2 separate regions of the Rattus norvegicus genome follow, and region 1 is linked to region 2. A link is a contact called in public HiChIP or PLAC-seq data. All regions are on one chromosome and are shown on one strand. The core of a region is the stretch at or near the end of the contact, and the rest is flanking DNA. Distances in the headings are between cores, read along the strand shown. Region 1 holds the start of Arl3 (ADP ribosylation factor like GTPase 3). Region 2 holds the start of Trim8 (tripartite motif-containing 8).

Evidence for each region. HiChIP or PLAC-seq counts read pairs in DNA pulled down with a chosen protein or histone mark.
Region 1: an H3K27ac HiChIP or PLAC-seq map of oligodendrocytes shows a contact between it and region 2, with 2.8 times the contacts expected there. The contact joins the promoter of Arl3 here to the promoter of Trim8 in region 2. A contact is called at or near these places in 1 of 12 Hi-C or Micro-C datasets (mammary epithelial cells) and 1 of 1 datasets of contacts at active chromatin or transcription factors (oligodendrocytes).

What each region holds. Positions count from the first base shown.
Region 1 is chr1:255,385,368-255,392,971 of GRCr8, forward strand. It overlaps Arl3 (ADP ribosylation factor like GTPase 3), which reads right to left and starts at 2,720. Exons shown (of 6, transcript NM_022700.2): 1 at 2,710-2,720. The coding sequence starts at 2,712. It overlaps Sfxn2 (sideroflexin 2), which reads left to right and starts at 3,061. Exons shown (of 4, transcript NM_001013072.2): 1 at 3,061-3,145.
Region 2 is chr1:255,305,939-255,313,398 of GRCr8, forward strand. It overlaps Trim8 (tripartite motif-containing 8), which reads left to right and starts at 5,101. Exons shown (of 6, transcript NM_001128083.2): 1 at 5,101-6,685. The coding sequence starts at 6,116.

The sequences.
Region 1 (7,604 bases), core at 1,470-3,969, 77 kb after region 2:
CACACATACAGGCAGGCAAAAGACAGATCAAATAAAATTAATAAATCCAATAGTTTTTTTAAAAAATTGTTTTGGACTGGAGAGAAGGCTCAGTGGTTAAGAGCACTTGTTGCTTTTACAGAGGACCCAGGTCTTATTCCCAGCCTCTACAAGGTGGCTCACAACTGCCTGTAACTCTAGTTCCAAAGGATTCGAAGCCCTCTCCTAATTTCTGAAGGCATGAGGGATTCATGTGGTATATATATGTACAGGTAGACAAAATATTCAACATAGAAAAAAAAAAAAAGCACTCACTGCTCTTGTAGAGAACTGGAGTTCAGTTCTCAACACCCACACCGTGGCTCAAAACTGACTGTAGCTTCAGTGGATGCAATGCCCTCTTCTGGCCTCCTTGGACACAAGACATGCCTACGGTGTACATACATGTTTGCAGTCAAAACACTAAGATATATATATATATATATATATGTGTGTGTATATATATATATATATTTATCTGTATATACACGGTCAATTTGTTATATACTTAAATACAGTGCCAATTTGCACCTAGAAACACAAGCAGTGGTTCATTTACTGTGACCTATAATTATAAATTAAGCAGTCATAAAATTATGTACTCTACTTAATTGAAAAACTGAAGAAAGTTAGTAAACTGTTTCTCATTTATTTTCTCCTGGTTTGGCATGTGTTTCTTTCTTTTAAGGGGATGGCTGTTGGGGCAGGGTCTCCATCTAGCTGAGGCCGACCTGAAACTGTAGTCCAGGTTGGCCTCTTAACTCATGGTGATCCTCTTAATTTAACATGGAGAGGACTGGGATTACAGGCAGGAGCCACCACACACATCCTGGCAAGGTCTTTTAATTGCAGTTCTAATTATTTCCATTAATTTAAAAATTACCTACTCATTACGAAACAGAGTCTTATGTAGCCCAGGCTGGTCTTGAATTCCTGCTCCTCCTTCTACCTCCCAAGTGCTGAGGTTACAGGGGTTGCAGGGCCCCTTTCTCAAATCTGTTTATTTTCTGTGTAAATATTTATATCTGCACTCATTTGTTAAGACAATCCCAGCCTTTAAATGGGCAGCTCATATGTAAATAATAAAAAGAAAATGCTTGTTAAAATCTGTTTAGCCTGAGGTTAGAAATAACTGTAAATGTAACAAGCATGAAGTGTGATTGACAACCTAAGATTAAATAATTCTACTAAATAATTTGACATTGTAAATTTTTTTGGTCAAAATTTACTCGATCAATAATTATACCAAAACAGATGTGTAATTTAGCCCCTGCCCATCTATGGTTTTACTCAGGACTTCATGCTTGCTAAGCAAACCTCTACCCAGTAAGCTATACCCCTAGTACTAGGCTTAAGTCAACAGAAGCGGCCCCAAATTTTTACAAAAATAATGTGGTGTATGAGAGAAGCAACAGTAACTGGCTCTGAGCTTTAGTAAGCCAACCAACCTGTTCTAAGTGTTTTAAAATCGGGGTTGGGGATTTGGCTCAGCGGTAGAGCGCTTGCCTAGCAAGTGCAAGGTCCTGGGTTCGGTCCCCAGCTCCGAAAAACAAACAAACAAACAAACAAAAAAAAACTAAGTGCTTTAAAATCAAGTTTTCTTTGACTAGCTCTAAAAATATTAATTTCCCCGTAACTTCGTTTTTACTCCATCTACCGCGTATAAAATTAACAAGGAGGGCAGATAGATGTTCAGTAACGCTCATGATGTTCAGTCCCCACATGACGGTTCCCAGACATCCATAACTCCAGCTCCATCAAAGCCCTCTTCTGGCCTCTGCAGGAACCAGGCACACACGTGGTGCACAAACATACACACAGGGTAAACACTGGTACACATGTAAATAAAATAATAATTTAAAAAAAATCAACAAGGAACTGAGTGTCTCCCGTCAAATCTGTCACACACCCTAACTTACACTTTGGAAAGGCCTTAATTATGGCTAACGGAGAACAGGCTTGTTTCAAATTGATGCTCACTCTCTATTTCTCATTTGAGGCGAAGACCATTTGCTTCTATCAACATGGAATAAATACGGAACGAAAAATCGGTCGTCAACAACCATTAGACCTTCGCAGAACTTTCAGCGACTAAGTTGGGACTGCAGGAGCGCACCTACCACAGGGACATTCATCTCCAGCGGTACCTCTTATTGTCCTGGGACTTACTCCCTACACACCTCTCTCACTCAGAGACGCGAGCATCTAGGAAAGGAAAACTAGGTTACAGCTCCCTGGTGCCACGAGGGTGATCTCAAAGACCGTAGCGCTGCGCCTCTCCCACTTTTGGCCGGGTCTCAGATGGACCCCACAGTCCCGAGGCTCCGAGAGGTCGGCTCTGCAGTATGATCTAAGCCTGTGAGCCCGGCCTGATCTCCGCAGTTCCAGAGCCGCCTTCATCCCAGAAAGATGATGGTGCTAGGCTTCATCCCCGCCAGAGAAGCACTAAAGTACCCTCTCCACGCCTCGGATCCATCGCAAACCCCTCCTTTCTCCCTAGGCCTAGGCCTCCCTCCAGGCCCACTTTAGGGGCTCCTCCTTCGCCCCTGAAACCGATCTAGAACCCGAAAGAGCAAGGCGAGCTCCATCCCACGTCCTCCTCCGCTTTAAGAGCAGCGCCCCGCCCTGGGCCTGGGGACAGGAGGGGGGGGTGACTGGTCAGCTCTGAAGGGCCGGGGCCCCCACACTCACCATCCTCAAGCCGAGTCCCTCCTCCTCCTCCTCCTCCTCCTCCTCCTCCGCCTCCTCCTCCTGCCTCCCCCGTTACCAGGGGTAACTGCTGCGGCGCCGCCCCTGACGTCCCTCGCACGCACAGCGAAGGAGCAGAGCAGCGGGATGGGGCGGGGTTCTGCTCCTCTCTACCCAAAGTGCGCAAGCGCGCCAAAGCACCCGCCCATTGCGCAGGCGGTCTCGGGAGTGGCGGGAGGGCGGGGCGAGCTGGCGAGCGGGCCTGCGGGAGGTGCAAAACCGCCCACGTGGCTGGCCGGAGCCTGTGGCCTGTGATTGGTCGGAAAGGTGGGCGTAGGGCGAGGGGGTGGTTCCCGGGCCTAGCCGCGACACTTCAGTTCTGCTTTCCTAGTCAGCTTCGTCTGGTGGCTGTCGCGGGCTGCATCCCCTCTGGGACCAGGTAAGAGTCCTCAAGTGCAAGCCAAAAGCACAGCTACTCCTATTCCCCGCGCCTCCGAAGGGAGCCTGGCTCCCTTCTGTGGTGGCTGCCAGGCACTGCGTGCTGGACTTGCATCTGTAGAAGCCGCGTGGCGGGAGGGACGGACCAGGGCTCCAGTGGATTCCTCTCTTCTGAACCTCGTTGTCTTCGGGTGTCAGGATTTAGGGCTCAGAAGTTGTGGGCTGAGTGTCTATCTCCAGGATAGGTGATTTCTGCTGGGTTGGGGGAGGTCCCCTGAGAGAGGGCGATAGGCAGGTTAGGAACCAGTCCCTAGCATTGAGGTTAGCCGGCATCGGGAGTGTTAAATTGTCTGGGATCCTCTGGATTTTGGTAAAGCCATGTTGGACTGCAAGCGGGACCACTGGAAAGTTACCCTTACCTTTGTGGCAGGTCGGGTTCTTGACACTGGAGTACAACCTGCCGTCGTGGAAATTGCATTCTTCCTAGTGGAATGTTTCTTATACGAGGTTTAATTTCCTTGCAGCCCTAGGTGTAGATGATAGAGTCCGGACTTGAACTAACTTGTAAACCCTTTATTTTATAGTGTTGCTTGTAAACACTGTGGCTCAGGTAGGAATGCCGTTTGCCCTCCAGGACTGAACTCAGGAGGCAGAGATTTGTACTGGGCAGGCAAGCCTTCTCTGCCACTGAGCTACACTACGTCCCTCTCCTCAGAGCTGTTTATATCTGTTAGTAAACAGAGAACTCTTCTAACAGCTGATAGTTTAGGTAGAAGTGGTATCTCTGGATGTCTGCTGATGCACGTGTACCAGTTACCTATCTTTCCGAGCATGTCAAGTACATAGAGCAATTCCTGTCGCAAAGAAAGGGCTACATATTATTAATAGTTTAATCCGGGTTTCAGGCTTCACCTCTTCCACCAACCTAGTTAAGATTACTGAAACAAAAGCAGATTTTTCCAGTATGGGTTTTCAGGCTTATTGTCGTCATTGTTCTGAGACAGATTCTTTTTTTTTTTTTTTTTTTTTTAGTTTGTTTATTTTATGTATGTGAGTACACACCAGAAGAGAGCATCAGATCCCATTACAGATGGTTGTGAGCCACCATGTGGTTGCTGGGATTTGAACTCAGGACCTCTGGAAGAGCAGTCAGTGCTCTCAACCTCTGAGCCATGTCTCCAGCCCCTGTGACAGATTCTTACTATGTAACTCTGGCTGGCCTGAAACTCACTATGTAGACCACACTAGCCTGAAATTTACATAGATCTGCCTCCTTCCTGGGTACTCATGGGTACTTGGTACATAGTGTGAATCACTATGCCCTGCTAGTTTTCAGGTCTTTTTACAATCAAGTAAAGTACTTTTTATAAAACCTTTAAATTTTTTTTTTGCTTTATGTATATGAGTGTTTTGTCTACATGTATGTAATGCTCCACATGTGTCTTTGGTACCCTGGAACTGGAATTATGGATGGCTGTCAGTCATCATGTGGGTGCTGAAAATTGAACCCAGGTCCTCTGTGAGAGCAGCAATTGCTCTTAACTGCCGAGCCATTTCTCCCTCAAAGTTTTTAAAACTATCAGAACATCTGCTGCCTGCATACTTGTATCAGATCCTTGGAGAAAAAAAAATGCCAATCCCGAATCTTGACTAATCTAGACAGGTGGTGGTGATGCATGCCTTGAATCCCAGCACTTGGGAGGCAGAGGCATCTAGGTTTCTGAGTTTGAGGCCAGCCTGGTCTACTAGGACAGGCAGGGTTACATGGAGAAACCCTGTCTCAAAAAAACAAAACAAAAAAAAAAAAAAAATGAAAAGAAAGAGAAAGCAGAGGCCCAAGGTGCGTGGTTAGATTAGAGAGCCCCCTCCCATTTATCTACTAATCTATTGGTCTCCACAGTGGGGCTCTTTTATGGGAAAGGTCACATTCAGATTCCTCTCTGGTGGTATGGTATCCGTTTTCACTGTCACCTTGGAGTCAGATGAGTGTCTGGAAACATGGGCCTGATCCTACTGGTTTAATTATTACTGTCATTCTCCTGCTTGCTCTAGGCAACCTGACAGAGAGTAGGCTACTGTGTCAGTGGTCTTTGGTCTGGTCTTGCAGAGTTTTGAGCTGCCTGGATCTCCCAAGGCCTAGTGCCTACAGGACAAGTATTCTATCTTAGAACTATGCCTATGGTTCTGTTTTGAGCTTTGGTACCGCTTGCTAGAGGAGATGAGCTTTCTCTGCAAAGACTACTACTAGTCTGCTTTATTATTTTTTTCTTCTCTCTCTGTGGTGAGGGAGGTGGGGTGCGGTGGGGGCCTGGGTGAGGAGTGGTGTTCTATAGGACTGAGAAGCTAGAGGAAAGAAAGCTGTTTCTAGTGAGCTGAGGATAGGGGTGGGGTGAGAAGAGCTGGGAGGAGCCACAGGGAATGAGTGAGGTGAAGGCCAGCAGACACTTTGGTATGCTAATAGACATCGGGGCGGCTGAGTTGATTGACACCCTGTGAGTGGGGTCAGAGGACTACTTGCTGGAGTCTGTTTCCTCCTTTCACCACTGTATTTCTGGAGAGTGAACAGGCTCCCCCCCCCCCACCCCCAGGTTGTTTCAATGTATCACCCAGATTTGTCTGAACTTGTTTTAAAACAAAGAAACATTTTATTTTATTTATTTGGTTGGTTGGTTTTGGTTTGTTTGAGACAGAGTCTCAATATGTAGCTTTGGCTCTCCTTGAACTCACAGAGATCCAGCTGACTCTGCCTCCCAAGTTTTCAGATTACTAGGGGGGTGTGCCGCTGTGCTCAGCCTTCTTTGACTTGTATATAAGTATTTGCCTGCCTCTTTGTGTACTGCCTGAGTGTCTGGTGTTCACAGAGGTCAAGAGGTTTTAGATCCCCTGGTATTGGAGTCAGATGTTTGCAGGAACCATCACGTGGATGCTGGGAACTGAACTCTTGGGGCCCTCTGCAAGGGCATTACCTGAGTCATCTGTGGTGGTATGAGTGAGAATGACCCCCATAGGCTCATATATTTGAATGTTTAGTTCTCAGTTGGTGGAACTGTTTAGGAAGGATTAGGAGGCGTGGCCTTGTTGGAGGAGGTGTGTCATTGGGATGGCCTTTGAGGTTTCAAAAACCCCATGCCAGGCTCAGTCTCCTCTCACCAGCTCCCTGTGGATCGGGATGTAAGCTCTTAGCTACTGATCTAGCACCATGCCTGCCAGCCTTCCTACTTGGTGGTCATGGACTAAACTTCTGAGACTGTAAGCAAGCCTCCTATTAAATGCTTTCTTTTAAAAGATGCTATAGTCAGCTGGGTGGTGGTGGCACATGCCTTTAATTCCAGTGCTCATGAGAGAGAGGCAAAGGAAGGCAAATCTCTGTGAGTTTGAGGCCACGCCTGGTCTATAGAGTGAGTTCCAGAACATCCAGGGCTTCATAAAGAGACCCTGTCTTCAAAAACCAAAGACAGACAAAAACTCCTGCATGGCGTCTTTTCATAGCATTAGATCATAATAACTAAGATACTGTCTCTCGAGCCCAGTTCTGAACTCTTGATCCTCGTGTCTTTGCCTCTCAAACATGGGGGTTTCTGACATGTGCTTCCATTTCTGGATTTCTTTGTTTATTTAGTGAGTTATGCATGTGTTTGTGTGAGTGTGTGCATGTGGAGACAGTGGGTGTCTTCTTCAATCCCTTTCCCCACAACCAGAGCTCCTGCTGCTATAAAAATGAACATCAGATAGATCCAGTCTCGAGTCAGGGTCTCTCACTGAACCTCGAGCTTGTTCAGTTAGACTGGCTGGATGGTGGAGTCCTAGAATCTTCTTCTTGGCCCCCCCACTTTCCTACCCCAGCATGGGGATTACTGATGCACATCTCTACCTGATGACATGTTACAGATGACATCGCTCCAGCTCCTTCTTTTTCTTTTTTAAGGTGGGAAATAGATTGTAGCAGGCAGAGGACCTCTCCGGGTGAGTTAGAGTCACAGCCTTGTGACCTTGCGTTAGATTTTTCAGCCTGGGTTGGCTTGATGTTCACCTTTCTCTGCCAGAAGTGTTTGGTGTGGGCCATGCTTGTATACAGTGGCTACTGTAAGAAGGACTACTTGTAGCTTGTGTGGGAGCGTAACTGTGGACAAAACCAAGAGACCTCATATGGCTTGGTACTGGTGGGATTGACAGTGTGTAGCTTCAGGGAAGCAGACATACTCTTACTGTGTGACCAAGGCAAGCCTGAGTTTGACTTAGAAGTGCCATCCTTGAGATCAAGAGGACCCAAGATAAATTGTAACATCTATCCCATAGTACGTTTTTGGAGGGCATATGTGTGATACAGACGTGGTTACAGTACTAATGAACTTCACAGTCTGGGGGAAGCAGATGTTACATACATTTTTGAATGACAAAAGCCCATGATGCTGTGAGGAAGGGCAGGACGCTGTGTGAGGGCTCAGAATCGAAGACCTGAG
Region 2 (7,460 bases), core at 3,851-6,350:
TGGGGAGGCAGAGGCCAGCCTGGTCTACAGAGTGAGTTCCAGGACCGCCAGGACTACACACAGAGCATGTCTAGAAAAACAAAGCAGCCAGGTGGTGGTGTGCGTGCCTTTAATCCCGGTATGCATGAGGCAGTGGCATGTGAACCTCTGAGTTCCAGGCCAGCCAGGCCTACAGCTCGAGAGTAACCTAATCTTGAAAACCAAAAGCAAAAAAGAAAAGAAAAAGGCACGAGAAAACCTGGTGTACCCGTAGGAGATCTGAGACTGAAGAGAGAGATCTAGCTGCAGTTCCTCATGCTGACTGCGTAGATGGGATAGTGAAAGACAGAGACCCTACGTTGTGTGTCTGCCATACCTGTGTGTGTTTAAACAGCTGACTGTCCAACGAGCTACGGGAGGCACCACAGGAGCAGGACTGAGCTGCAGAGAGAAGAAAGTGAGCAGTTCCATGTCTAAGCCCCAGGACTCAAAAGGACCCGAGAGACCTGGGTGGTGAGCTATGTGGATCTGCAAGCTGGAGGTCACTCATTAACCGCCTGGAGATACTCACCAGGGAGATCAGCATCTGGACAGAAATAAAGGCTCTGAGCAAAGGAGAGGTGGGATTAGGGAAGAGAGAGATGGAGGACTGGACTCTCAGAACTGTCAACATCTCCAACTTGGGAGTTACTGAGTAGAGAAGTTGGAAGACCCTGATGTCTTCCAAGCCATGTTTGAGAAATGAAAAGAATCCTTTAGATTGATCCCTAGGATGAAGTGGCCAGAGACCCTCCACCTGCTTCTAGCAAACATGTCTTAGGGGCCATTTTCACATTGTTCAATCAGGCACGTATATGAATTAACTCATGTATTCCTTGTCAACCAGATGGCCTCTCAAGGAGGGCGGCAAAGTACTAAAGGCCTGAGCTGTCTTCAGTCCTCAAAAGATCAAGGACCCAGAATTCACAGTGAACTGGATTTGGACCTTAGTTCTACAATTTAAAATAGTCTCTGAAGGGCTGGAGAGATGGCTCAGCGGTTAAGAGCACTGACTGCTCTTCCTAGAGGTCCTGAGTTCAAATCCCAGCAACCACATGGTGGTTCACAACCACCTGTAATGGGATCTGATGTCCTCTTCTGGTATCTCTGAGGATACAGTGTACTCATATACATAAAATAGATAAATAAATCTTTAAAAAATTGTCTCTGAAATCTATACATCTAGTCCATACTTCCTCACTGAGTCTGCCCATAGATATACCTCTGTGCCACACTGCTGTTAGCCCAGCCAATCAAGATGCTCTACCAGAACAGAATGCTCATTGAATCTCCTGGTTCTTAGTAAATAGTTTCTTGTTGAGCCCCAAATTCTGTGAGCCATTTAAAAACAGTTTCAAGCCAGACCTAGTGGCACAAGCCTATCTCTGCTATTTGTAATCCTCAGGAGGATTACAAATTCAAGGTCTGACTGACCTACAAAGTCAAGTTTAAAGCAGGCTAGGTAACTTAGAGACTCTTCATCCTTGCACGCACAAACACACAAACACACACACACACTTCTGTATATGACTTCTGTGATATATAGTTTAGTGATGGAGTATTTACCTAACATCCTAGTATGAGTGCGTATTAATCCATACGCAGCACCAGAAAAAGATGTCATTACACATTATACATATGCGTCAGTGAGTTATCATATTAGACACCACGAGCATTGTTTTGGTTCAGGTTTCCATGGCTATGATGAAACATCCTGACCAAAACCAAAGTAGGGAAGAAAGGGTTTGTGTCAGTTCACAGTTTGTATCATCCAGGGAAGTCAAGACAGACTTCAAGAAAGAACTCGGAGGCAGGAACAGATGAAGAAGCCATGGAGGGGAGCCACTTTCTGGTGTGCTCAGCCTGCTTTCTAATAGAATCCGGTACCATCAGTGCAGGCAGGGATGGCGCCACCATCGTGAGCTGGGCCCTCCCGCATCAATCCTCAATCTAGAAAATGCTTCACAGGCTTGTCCACAGCCCAGTCGGGAGGAGCATTTTCTCAATTGAGATTTCCCCTTTCAAATCAACTCTAGCTTATGTCAAGTTGACAGAGAACTCGTCAGCATAACTGTGGACCAGTATTCTATGCTTTAATAAACTTATAGAGGACTTGGGGCTGGCAAGATAGCTTAACCTTGCAAATGTGAGGAGCAGAGTAGAATCCCCAGAGTCCATGTAAAAAGTCAAGTGAGTCCCTTGTCAGGGAAGTGGAGACAGACAGGGCCTCTGAAAGAGTCATTAACAGTCTGGGGACACTCACTGGAGGGAGCACCCTGGAGAACAACACCTAAGCAAGGCTGTGCTCTGGCCTCCCTGGGGTGACTTGAATGTGTCCACACACCACTACACACACAGGGCTGGCTGGCTGGGGTTGTAGCTTGGTCAAGGCTCTGGGTTCAGTTACCTCCACCACAAACTAAATAAAACATTGTGCAAGATAATTGAGGCAATAAACACATATTTATATATCTAACAGGGTATACATAGAATGATAAGTCCATCTTGGTCCTCTTCCCGCCCCTATTATGGTTGCTATGTGGATTTCTCTCTGCCCCATTGCTAATCCAGTAATAAGTTCTGTTGGCTCTCTTTTCAATATATACCAAACCCAGTGGCTCAGAACCAGCTTAGAGTCCAAATGACTTCCTGTGACTGGTAATAGCCTGTGTGTTCTGGTCCCTACCTGTTTCTCCCTCTCTCATGATGCCTTCTTCCTGCCCAGGTATAAGCGCATGCATTTGGTTTTGCCTTTTTTTTTTCTATTTTTCAGAGCTGGGGACCGAACCCAGGGCCTTGCGCTTGCCTAGCTAAATCCCCAAACCTTGTTTTTGCCTTTTGATGAGAGTACTGCTTCCCAGGTTGTCTGTCAGGGGCATGATTCTTGTTGTGCATTCAGGTCTGGGCTTAAATGTCATTTTTACTTAGAGCTTTTGCATGTACCTCTTTATTTATTCATTCATTCATTCATTTATTATTTATTTATTTATTTATTTATTTATTTATTTATTTTTCGGAGCTGGGGACCGAACCCAGGGCCTTGCGCTTGCTAGCCAAGTGCTCTACCGCTGAGCTAAATCCCTAACCCCTTGCATGTACCTCTTATGCTCAGAAACTATATTTAAATTTTAAAAAAATGTAGCTTCCCAGGCAATTTCCTGGGCCTAGAAAAATTCCACCGATGTCACAGGTCTTTGTTATACTTTATAGTCATTGACTGACCAGGGCTATGTCCACAGTTCTTTAAGCGTCTTCTGAATAGGAAAAGGGATTCCTAGCAGGTAGTTTTAAGCTTCTGAGATGTAGGGTAAAGTATCTCAGAGATCGGGCTCCATGGTGAACCTTTGCAATTCCCTGCTAATTTCTCTAGACACTTGAGCGGACTGATTGACAACCCTTCTTCGCTCTCAAGTAAAAAGAGCTACAGCTGAAGAGGCCCGGGAAAAAATGGTCCCACAGCCTAGCAGCATTATTGCCCTTTTAAGAAGCTCGGCTAGAGCCCCTCCCTCGGCAATGTTTAATGTACCGAAGTTGGTGCAAGTCACGTGAGAGTACGAAGGTTCGCCACGCCTTAAAGAGGAGGAGTCTCTCCTTGGGGACCAATAGCACAAACCGCTTTAGGAACAGCCCTAATTCCAGACAGGGAAGAGGGCGGGGCCAAGGATCTAAGCAGCTGTAACAGCACTTCCGGAAAATACACCCCTCCCCTCCCCCTCCCCGTTTATTTCGCTAGTACCGGGTGGGCTGAACCAGCGGGTGCTGATTAAAGGCGCCGCCTGCCGCTTTCTCCTCACCTCCCCCCACCCCGCCTGTCTCCCCGCCCCCTTTCCGAGTAGCGGGACCGGCCTTGATGTAGGGACACCCCTGACCCCCCCTCCGCGCTTCTATCGCCCTTATCCGGGAGCCCCGAGCGCTGCAATCCTTCTGCCTTCTCCCACCCCCATCTTGCCCTCCTCACTCTGCTTCTAACCCATTGTATGCGGGGCAGCTGCGAACCGGGGCCAGAGACAGTGTGCCCAGTGTGCCCAGTGTGCCCCGTCAGTGGGTCTCGCGGGCCCAAGCTCTTCCCCCGCCCGTGCTGTTCCAGGCAGGGACGAGAGCGCCCTTCCTCGCTGAGCTGGTGGCCCGGACCGGCGGGCCGCACCCCCAGCCCCAGCGCGAGCCCCTAGTGTCCCTTCTTAGAGGGAAGAAAGCGGAGAGACCCGAGGCAGGAAAAAGCAGCCTCTAACTGCTCGGCCCGCTGATCATTTTTATTATCGGGATTATTATTAAAAGGGGGCGGGACCCCAGGATGCGGAGAAGGGGGCCAGAGACGCAGCTATTTCTATTAAACAGATTATTCTTGAAATAATACACGCAAGATGGCTGAAGGTGGCTGTGATGAGAGTGTTCGGGCTGGGGGGTGGTTTCTTCCTTTTTTACCCCCCTTTTTTCTTCCTTTTTTTTTTTTTTTTTTTTTGATCTAAGGATAAAGCTCTGAAGCGACAGCCGCAGCGGAGACCCTGCCCGGAGTGCCCGCCCTCCCCTCACTTGAGAAGCTGCGGGAGGACAAACGGACCCACGGACAGAACGACGGGCGCGGGCCCGCCCCGGACGCGTCGCCCGGGCAGCGCTGGGGGCAATAGGCGCTCGCCGTTCTGCCGACTTCTTCCAATTCTAATCTTTTTAAAAGATTTTTTTTTTTTTGGAAAGGATCGGGATGGGTGGAGCAGAGGTAGAGAGAAATCAAGACTTGGCATTTTTCTCCTTCTCTCTCTCCTAATTTGCTGGAGGCCACCAGCCCTCCCCTTGGAGAAAAAAAAAATCCCACCAAAGGGAGGGGTGGAAAAGCGAGCTACAGGACCCTCGAGCGCGCGCCCGGACCCCCGTCCCCACCGCGGCCGCTGGGAGCTCAAGATGGCTGGGCGCTGAGGACGCACCCGGCCCGGCAGGCTCGGCCTGGCCCCGCCGCCGCCCCAGGCTGGCTCCGACCGCAGCCCGGAGCCTTCCAGGCCGGAGCAGAGGCCGAGAAGAAAAGAAAGTGGGGGGGAGGGGTGGGGGGCGAAGGGGGAGGGCCGGGCGGGGGGGAGGGGAGGGCCGGGAGCCGAGCCTCCTGTTCATTAGCAGTTGAGAAAAATTCCTTTCTAGTTTGATCAATCCTTGTTTTCCTCAGCGCAGGCGAGGCGCCCGCCCAGCGCGGGGACAGGGAGTGGGGTCTCTCCGCGGAGGGGGCGCCCTGCGCGGGGCCTCCAGGGAGCGCAGAAGTAGCGACGAGGGGGTCAGGCCGGAGCACCTCCCGGGCTTCTCCCTCCCTCCCTCTCTGGTTGCCTTTTTTTTTTTTTTTCCACTTCTCTCCCTCCCCCTTCCGTTTCTATTTGTGAAGGGAGGAGGAAGGCAGAGGCGGGCTGGTGTCTCTGGCCGGGGACTGGAATTTCATCTGAATGACTGCCCCAGCGCGCACGCAGCGCCCCGGAGTCGGCCCGCCCGCGCCCTGCAACCCGCAGCCGGCCGGCCAGCTGGGGGACGCCCGCGCCACAGCCCGGGGACCGCCGGCGCGCCTTGCTCGCCGGCTCCGGCTCCAGCCAGCCTCGGCGCGGCCGAACTAGATTTCCTGGTCCCTCGGACCTCCGCCGGGATCCAGGCGAGGAAGGCGCGGCTCGCAGCAGCCAAGAGGGAGCCACCGTCACCGCCAAAGGAAGAGTGCGGCTCCCCAGCTCGGTGCGCCGCGGGGCGCGCCCCGATGCCAGCTGCGGGGCCGAGCGCAGGCCTCGAGCCGCCGCTGCCCTAGCCGCGCTGACGGGAAGGCGGCCTGTTATATGGAATTTGGACCACGGCGCTCCTCTCCAGGGCTGGTGCCCGGGCCGCGGCCCTGGCGCAGCCCGCCGCCTCCCGCTAGGCTCTCGCCAGGAGGAGGAGACGCAGCCGGCGGCGCGCGCGGCGCAAGGACCCAGGCTCCCTCCTCTGGGGGGCGGGCACGCGGAAGGCGCTGGTGACTGAGCGACTGGCGCGGCCGGCGGGGACCGGAGCTCCGGGCTTGGTGGGTCCTCAGCTGCACCAGACTGATCCCCAGGGTTGGGGAGTTAGAGAGGTCTACCCGGGCCCCCTGCCCGCAGCCGCCATGGCGGAGAATTGGAAGAACTGCTTTGAGGAGGAGCTCATCTGCCCCATCTGCCTGCACGTTTTCGTGGAACCGGTGCAGCTGCCGTGCAAACACAACTTCTGCCGGGGCTGCATCGGCGAGGCTTGGGCCAAGGACAGTGGCCTTGTGCGTTGCCCGGAGTGCAACCAGGCCTACAATCAGAAGCCGGGCCTGGAGAAGAACCTGAAGCTCACCAACATCGTGGAGAAGTTCAACGCCCTGCACGTGGAGAAGCCCCCGACGGCACTGCACTGCGTGTTCTGTCGCCGCGGCCCCCCGCTGCCGGCACAGAAGGTCTGCCTGCGCTGCGAGGCTCCCTGCTGCCAGTCTCACGTGCAGACGCACCTGCAGCAGCCCTCCACCGCCCGCGGGCACCTCCTGGTGGAGGCGGACGACGTGCGGGCCTGGAGCTGCCCGCAGCACAACGCCTACCGCCTGTACCACTGCGAGGCCGAGCAGGTGGCGGTGTGCCAGTACTGCTGCTACTACAGCGGCGCGCATCAGGGACACTCGGTGTGTGACGTGGAGATACGGAGGAATGAGATACGGGCAAGTACACAGAACGCGCGCGCGAACACACACACTCACACATACGGCCTGGGAGCCACCCATCCGTACATGCTGACTCTCTTGACATTAGCCTAGAGGCCTTCTTCCAAACTCTTCCGTGAAAGTTTAGGGGGCAAGGCCCTGGGGAAAAGGCCCCGGCTGCTGGATGCATTCTCGCACCTGCGCCCTTGGGATCCCTCTTGCAAGTCATTTATGGAATTGGGGGAAGCTGTTAGAAGTAGTTTTGAGTGTTGCTTTTCTGTTTTGCGCAGCTCCCTCCCCCTGCATTGTTTCTGTAAGCTCTACGGGAAGTCACCAAGGCAGTGACCCCGGTCCTGCTTCTCCAGCTGCTGTTTATGTAATGAGTGTCCTGGTGCCGCTGCTGTGGCTGACATGATCCATGATGCTGGCATACCAATGAGGAAGTAAACAAAAGCAGCCATGTTAGTTTTAAGCTCTATTGGAAACACACTGGGGGTGGGGGTGAGCTTCCGGAGGTAGAACAGAACTCTGGCATCCAGCTGGGCAAGGCCTGACTGTCCAGAGGAGTCCCCGACTGTCAGCTCCTCCAATCCGTCCTAGTAGACGCTCTCCAGGCTAAGGCTGCTCTCTATATACTTGGTTGCTGCCTGCGCCTGGCATGAACAAACCTTAAAGTATGTGTCGTCTTCACCCTGGGCTCTTTCCTCCCAGCCCTGCCCTCTTACACAGCCCTCCCACATTTGGGGAGGGGACGTGGAAGACGGAAAAAGAATCCTGTGGGTTTAAGGTTGAG